Regions from separate parts of the Rattus norvegicus genome. Here region 2 is linked to region 1. The links are chromatin contacts, called in public Hi-C maps. All regions are on one chromosome and are shown on one strand. The core of a region is the stretch at or near the end of the contact, and the rest is flanking DNA. Distances in the headings are between cores, read along the strand shown.

What was found. A called contact is a pair of places that touch in the nucleus more often than the background predicts.
Region 2: a contact with region 1 is called in a Hi-C map of frontal cortex, with 4 times the contacts expected there. The contact joins the promoter of Pot1 here to the promoter of Wasl in region 1. A contact is called at or near these places in 2 of 12 Hi-C or Micro-C datasets (frontal cortex and psoas muscle).

Annotation. Positions count from the first base shown.
Region 1 is chr4:54,095,432-54,099,156 of GRCr8, forward strand. Wasl (WASP like actin nucleation promoting factor) reads right to left here and starts at 2,139. Exons shown (of 11, transcript NM_001110365.1): 1 at 1,667-2,139. The coding sequence starts at 1,774.
Region 2 is chr4:55,226,778-55,230,502 of GRCr8, forward strand. Pot1 (protection of telomeres 1) reads right to left here and starts at 1,766. Exons shown (of 17, transcript NM_001395152.1): 1 at 1,724-1,766. LOC120102246 (a long non-coding RNA gene) reads left to right here and starts at 1,802. Exons shown (of 2, transcript XR_005503489.2): 1 at 1,802-2,540.

The DNA.
Region 1 (3,725 bases), core at 889-3,388:
CTTTAAGAAACTTACATTTTAATCATATTAGTTTTATGTAAAAATTAAGTAGTTATTCCTTTAACACCACTTTGAGAGACAAATCAATAAGGGGAAAGAATCCTCACAAAACAACATGCTGTAGTGGAAAGTACAAAGTAACTGGGCATTTAGTTCCAGTTACATTCCTAAATTACTATGTGACTTGGGGCCAAGAGCTCCATTTTCTCATTTGTTTAAAGAACTATAGAGGAAGAAGGACTTGGTTTATCTTTAAAGTTTTCTCCCAAATTCCTTTTCTTCTTTTTTGAACCACTGTTTTCTACTTCTAGTCAGTGGATGCAATGTTCTTTAAAACCTAAATTTTAAAACAAGAAATAAATCTTAAGTCCAATGGAATGATTTGGTTTCCAAAAGTAGACATGGACAGAAGCTTATGAAGTTAACAATTAATCTGGTAACTTTCCAGAAATTGTCTGCTCTTAACTCCTTCAGCAAGTGTAGTCTGATTTTGACATATCTAATATTGCTAAGTGAAGATATGAAATAGTTCTGCTCGGCTGAAACTTCCTGAAACTTCTCTGGGTGTTTCTTGGGTTCCAGAGGTACTTGCTCCGCTCTAAGAGAGCCAACAAACAGATGGCAGAAAGGGAGCCAGCCAGCATTTCAACAATCCCCTTTTCAACTCAGTAACCTCAGGAAGATCAAGATAAGGCCTTCACCAAGGAAAACCTCCCCACCCGCAGAAATGCCTGCAGCCAATGTAACGAATGCTTCCGTCAACAGTACCCATTCCCCTTCCCACAGAACTGCTCGCTCCCAATCCGCCATCTGGGCTTGGGATGGGCCTCACAGCACCAAACTCAGAACCACTTTTGATCCCAAAGGCCATTAGAATCTGCCGCTTCCCTAAGCATGGCTTCGGAGAAAGCAGCAGCAGCAGCAGCAGCAGCAGCAGCAGCAGCAGCACCACCACCACCACCACCACCACCGCAATGGAGAAAAGAAAAAGAAAAAACAAAACAAAACAAAACAGTGGGGCGGAGAGTAGAAACTAGGCCTAGTTTCTGCTGGAGAAATAAACCCCGTTTTTTTTTGTTTTTTTGTTTTTTTTTTTTTGCATGGGGAGCAGGCGCATTTCCTGCCCTTGCTCTGATCCGAAGTGTCCATGAACCTTCACTCTACTTTATCTTCTACTGGAATCCTAAGGGGGACGGAAAATCCGTTTTGCTTCTTTTCCCATCTATTCACTCCCAAAACCTCTAGCATTGTTAAGGAAGATAACCCAGATCCAGAAGTAGGAAGTGAAGCAAGGGCCAATGCTGGGATTCTGTTGTGAGATTAAGCAGCTGATGCACGAAGAAAATCCCCTTGTGGTCCAGAGTAAAGTTTGAACCTGCAGCAAGGGCATGGACCCGGCCCGGCCGACCAGGGCTTCTGGGCAGGCCTACGGAGGTGACACTCCCTTGTTTTCCAGCAGCTGGGGGAAGCGACTCCCAGCCTGGACAGGCCTGCTCCCGGGACGCAGGGTGAGGGGAGCACCAGGGCCCGGGAGGCTGGAGGCCTGGCCCCCAGTAGCACTCCAGCGGTGCCGAGCCCGCCCCCTTCTCTATCCTATTCTTGAGTACCCCAGCCCGAACCCGCCAAGGAGACATTGGGGATGGCGACAGGGGTCTCGGTCACTGACCACACATTTCTTGCCGAGGAAGGAGAAAAGAGACTCGTTTTCTTGCGGGGTGAGCAGCAGGGAGCCCACGTTGGTGACCCTCCGCGGGGGCTGCTGGCCCGAGCTCATGGTGTCGCCGGTGGGGTGGAGTGTCCAGGGCCGTCTCTTCTGGTGGTGGGCGAGCACTCGGTCCCACTCCGGGTGACAGGGGCGCGAGCCGGCAGTTACAGACGCAGCATCCCGTCGCTCCTCCGGCGCGCGGAGGCCGAGGGAAGGAGCTGACGGCGGGCGCCTTCAGGCCGCGCGCCGACAGGGAAGCTCCGGACTCCCGCCCTACTTGGCTCGGGCCGGATGGTCGTTGTCCTCGCACTCCAGCGGCTGCGCTAAACTCCTTACTCCTCCAGTCCTCTGGCGGCGGCAGCGGCGGCGGCGGCGGCGGCAGTAGCCGCACAATCCAACATGGCAGCAGGGGCGGGCGAGACCACGGGACGCGGGACGCGGGGGAGCGCGCCGGAAACTCGGCACGGCCGAACACCCCCTCGCTTGCTGCGCGCCGGGGCGTGTCCGCGCCAGGCCACGCCCCCTTCCGGGAGCGACAAGGCTCAGCAGGGTTGAGGTCTTATTACTGCCTAGTTTCCCCCGCCCCCCGTGACCACCTCGCGCGTGCGCAGACTCAGACCGAGGCCGGACTGGAGGGGCTCTGGCATCACTGAGCGGGTTGCGTCTTGTAGCACCGCTCTGCTTTGCGGAGCGTCCACTTCGCGCGGTGTTTGTCAGGCTCCGAAGTGGGACTCTCAGGCCGCCTGTGAGGAAGGTCTAGGTTAGCTGGAGAGAAAGGTCGGCCGGCGTGGTTTCGGTCAGAGCTGCAGGTGCCTCTGGTTTCTCGAACTTAGTACTGGCCGCCACCGGGGCAGGGAGGGACAGGCTTTTGCCGAGATCAGAAAAGACATCTTCATAGATGTCGGAAACAGACTCACAAAATACATCCACCGCCCTTCTGGCGGATCTCGTAGGATAGGTTTGTGTAGTATTTACGCTCCGATGATCCTGAATACCATTTTTTTTTCTTGCCTTGTGAATTGGAAACCATCCCTCTCCATCTTTCTCTATCAAATTCGAAACACCTTGTTGTTTCTTTAATTCAAGATGAAACACGCGTTTGTGAATGTCGTAATGGAATATACCTTACTTTTTTCCCCCCTTATGAGTTAATTTCGTGGTTCTGTAGCATAGGTGCTGGGACCTAGGGCCTGGTGCGTTCTCAGCCAGCTGAGCTATATTCTCAGCACAAGTAAATAATGGGACTTCGTTGTGTCTCATAATATTAAGGGTTAATCTAAAATAATACGGTTGAATGGAAAATGTTTTCTTATCCAAAAACAGGCTGTGGTTGGCTCAAGGTTAAAGTTGCAGTTAGACCGTTTAAAGGCATTCAGGAATTGCTTCTCTGTGTCAGGTTCCTCATCTGTAAAATGAAATCACTGTTTCACGGAGGTAGTATAGTAGAAGTTGGGACAGTTAGACTACTTTAAAAATGTAGAGAGAAAACCATGTACTTGATACATAGTGAGTACCCAAGTCCTGTCTCAAATTTCACCATCTTTGCTTGTGGTCTGTTACATATTTCTTCGTCTAGAGGATCAAGTACTGAAGTATGTATTTTTACATTCATTTTTATATAAGCCTTTTAAAAAAAACTTTTAATTCACAGCCTTACACAATTCTCAAATCTATGTCAGTGAGTTTGGAACATATTCTCTTTCTTAGTGATCAGGCTACAGATTTTGCCAAACAGATTGTTTTAGTCCATTATGCTAAAATACCCAAACTGCCATTATAATTCTAGACAGGCCTGTTAATTAGTAAAACCCAAGAAGCTAGCTAGGACCTAGGCCAGGGAATGCCTGCCTAATGTGTGTAAGGTCCTTGGTTCTACACACACACACACACACACACACACACACACACACACACACACACAACCACAAACAATCCCAAAAAAAAAAAAAAGCAATTAAAACTATTTTGAGACTGTGTGTGCAAGGGAGGTTACATAGGAGGGGCTGGAGGGAGGATACCT
Region 2 (3,725 bases), core at 516-3,015, 1.1 Mb after region 1:
AGGCAGAAATGCAGGAACCTTGGATGACTCTTTCCCCCTCTCCTTTCATCAGAGCCTAACAACATGAGGAGTTGAGTAAAAAGCCTGTGAGCTTGGTGGAAATTCACTGTGGCTGGCACAGGGACCAACAACAAACCAAACTAAGCAAACAAACCAAAAACCATTCAATTTCTATTTGGAACACACAAGAGTAAGTCAAAAATCTAATGTTTGGGGCAAGGTAAGATGCCTCTAGACTGAGACCTCTCTAATATCAAAACCTAAACTCTGGGCACAAGACTGTGTCTCTGCTCCTTTTACTCAGCATAGATGGGAATTTAAAAGTTAGTTTCCTGACCTCATTGCTTCTCTGTTCTAATTATTCTGGACTTTATCTCATCAAGTCTGAAACAAACTGTGTAGATTCAAATGTCATCTCCACCATCTGTTAACTATCTGATCTCAAGAAAATTACTTAACCTTTCTGAAATACGGCACCCTTTTCTACATAGGTAAGATATAAAGCATCAATGTCACAAGTCTTTGCGATAATGAAACGAATTAACATACACAAGACACCAAAATGCCACACCACAGAAAAAAAAACCTAAGTTGTACTGTTCATTAGCTTTAAGTTACTATTTTTTCCTAACCCTTTTACCACTAATTCAAATCACTATCAGCACTTATGTTCATTGCTGTCGTTGCCTAACTGGATTTTCTCCCTTTAAGCTTTCTATATCTTATATATTCCTTGTACAGGAGGCAGAGTGGCTATGTCTTTCTCCTGCCAACACCTAGTATGAAACTAACTGAATCTTACTATTACATACAAATTCTTCTGCATACATGACTACTCATACGCAAAAGGAAGAGGAAGGTTAAGTAAAATACATCATCACCCCGAAAGTCCCAGTTTTACTTTCTTAATCTAACATATCAAACCAAAAAGTTATCTCATGTTCACATAACATACTGCTGCACATTATTAATTAGAATTAGAGATCACCTTTAGTTAGGTCAGATATATTTATCTTGGACCTCAGAAACATATCCCACTGTATCATAAAATGTTTGTTAAGTGCCTGCTGGAAAATTATAACATTGATATATTCCGTCTCAGTTGTAACTATAAAAAGAAAAAAAAAAAAAACTCTCACCAAGATTCAGTATATAAAATATGGGTATTCCTCCAGGAGGAAAATGTTTTCTGAGTTAACAACCTTCTTAGCTGGAAGCTTTTATATTCAAAACTAGCTTCTAAAAGCTAGCTTTTATATCTGTTATAATTTCTCCAATTTCACCTTGATATTTTAAAATGCTGGACATGGGAGGTGGGTAAGTACGGGTTTTATTCTTTAACTCCTTTGTCAATTAAAATACTGTGTAAGCACACTGCACCAAAAGCTTCCTGATTCCAGTATTTGCTGCCTCCTCCCTCAAAACTCGTAAATAACGTAAGAGAAACTGCATTTGCTGCTAATCTATGAAGTCTAGGTTGAATCTTTCTTCTCAAACTTCTTGCCTGGGATACTCAATAGCGTCACTACGAAGCATGAGGGCGTTCTTGGATCTATTCACGTCTCGCTCCGATAGTGTTCGGCCAACACTAACAGTACGTAATAGAGTTCCTGCAAAACTGGGCCATATTTTGCAATGAACTAAAGAGTCCCCGTAATATTTATCCAGGGCCGGGCCCGCCGAGTCCCCACCATGAAATCCAAACCTCCTCAGGCTCACTCACCAGCAAGACCCGCGGACAACTAAGGTCTGCATTGACGCGCCCATGACGTCATGCGCGCGCGCGGGCTCGAGCCGCTGAGCACACGCATGCGTACTCCACTAGAATTGCACAGCGGTTTGCTGAGGTCTCCCGGGTAAACACCTAGAAGAGGAGGAGCGCGGAGCCGCAGCAAGCTGCTGGCCCCTCCTCTCCCAGCTTCACGCGGATTTCCTGTCCCTCAAAGGAGACAACCCCTAGCCTGCAGGGGGAGCCAGACCAGCTCCTAAAATGGCTAAATCGTGGACTGGTGATGTTGCTTAGCCAGGAAATGCTAGTCTTACAACCCAAAATATAATTCTTAAATACTATACCCAGTAGGAACTCTATTCCAAACCAGACATTGGATCCGGATTCCATTCTGTCGACTAGAAGCCCTCGAAGCTAAAGCTTTTATTTACCTTTTAAGTTAAACATTCAAATGCAGCTTTTCCAAGGCTGTAAATACATGGTGGTAATGATGTTATTTGTTTTATAGCAGTTTGGTGACATTTGTGCTGTTTTCAGCTATTTAAGCTGAAGAACCTTGCCATTATTTTCTAAAGCTTCCTTTTCATTCCCCACCCCTGTGTTCATAAAAGATAAGTGAACCAGGAATATCAACTAAAGTGGAATTAAAGGGCTGTCCATTAGAAGAGCATAATAAGGCCCAGACCTATACTGTTAGTCACCTCAGCCAGTTGTGAAATACTATTTATCTCTTAAGTTTAGTCCAGTGTATGGATTTTGGTCCGTGCACTTTGGCCGAAAGCAGGGAACCAGAAGATTCTCCTAACTCCAGGTAAGGGCCTAAAGGCAGCATCTTTGACAAGCAGGACATCAGAAAAAATTAACAAGAACCAGCAACCAAACGGGTGACATACCAGTTATGACTGGTTATAGTTTCATTATAATAACAGGTTAACATTCTTCAGGAGTGGGAGGGACATATATATATATGTATATATATATATATATATATATATATATATATATATATGTGTGTGTGTGTGTGTGTGTGCATATATATATATATATATATATATATATATATATATATATATATTTCGAAGCTTAAGTGGCTTGTGAACAAAGTCCCCCTTTCCTGGAAAAAGCGAACCTTTTTCTGAAGGAGAAATGCACTGTCGTTGTTTTATGAATTCCTACTCTGTTGAGTAAGCTGCTGTACTTGTTCTCTGCGCAAAGCTTTGCATTTGCTTCAGAACTAATTCTCCCATCAATTTGTATCTAACATCAAAGCCTCTACCCAGTTGACAACACCCTCACTTCCACAACAGTAAAATTATGTATATCCTCCTAGCAGATATTCATGTTTTCCTCATTGCCTTCCCACAGTGTTTAAATACATCTTTCTACATTGAAGTGTACTAGGAGCAGGGTTAGCTGTTCTGTTTTAGAACCAAGACTGCTATACAATGGCTGGTAGCTTTAGGATCTAAATATTCATTGGATGAACAATACTCTGGGGGAAAAAATGTTTCTTTTCTTACCTTGAACATCAGCTCTTCTATCCCTCCCAAACCCTCAGCTGAAAACTACATGGAAATTTTCCTTAACTAAAACAGGGAAGACTGTGTTGCTAAGCCAAAAGGAGATATTTCGTCTTAAGAAGTTTTTTGTTTGGTTGGGTTTTGTTTTTTGTTTTTTGTTTTTTTGTTTTTTGTTTGTTTGATTGTTTGTTTTACTAAGTCTAAAAGCATTGTGGTTTTCCTGTCAAAATTTCTAAACTCATTTTATTGGCCAAGGATTTGCCCAAGTTGTGTGAATTTAAATTATTTTTTTAAATTTTTTTGCAATAAAAAAATACAATTACACCATTTAGTCTCTTTCCCTCTTTCCAACTGCCCCCATATCCTTCCTTTCCTCACTCTTCAATTTCATGACTTCTCTTTCTTTAATCACACACACACACACACACACACACACACACACACACACGAGAGAGAGAGAGAGAGAGAGAGAGAGA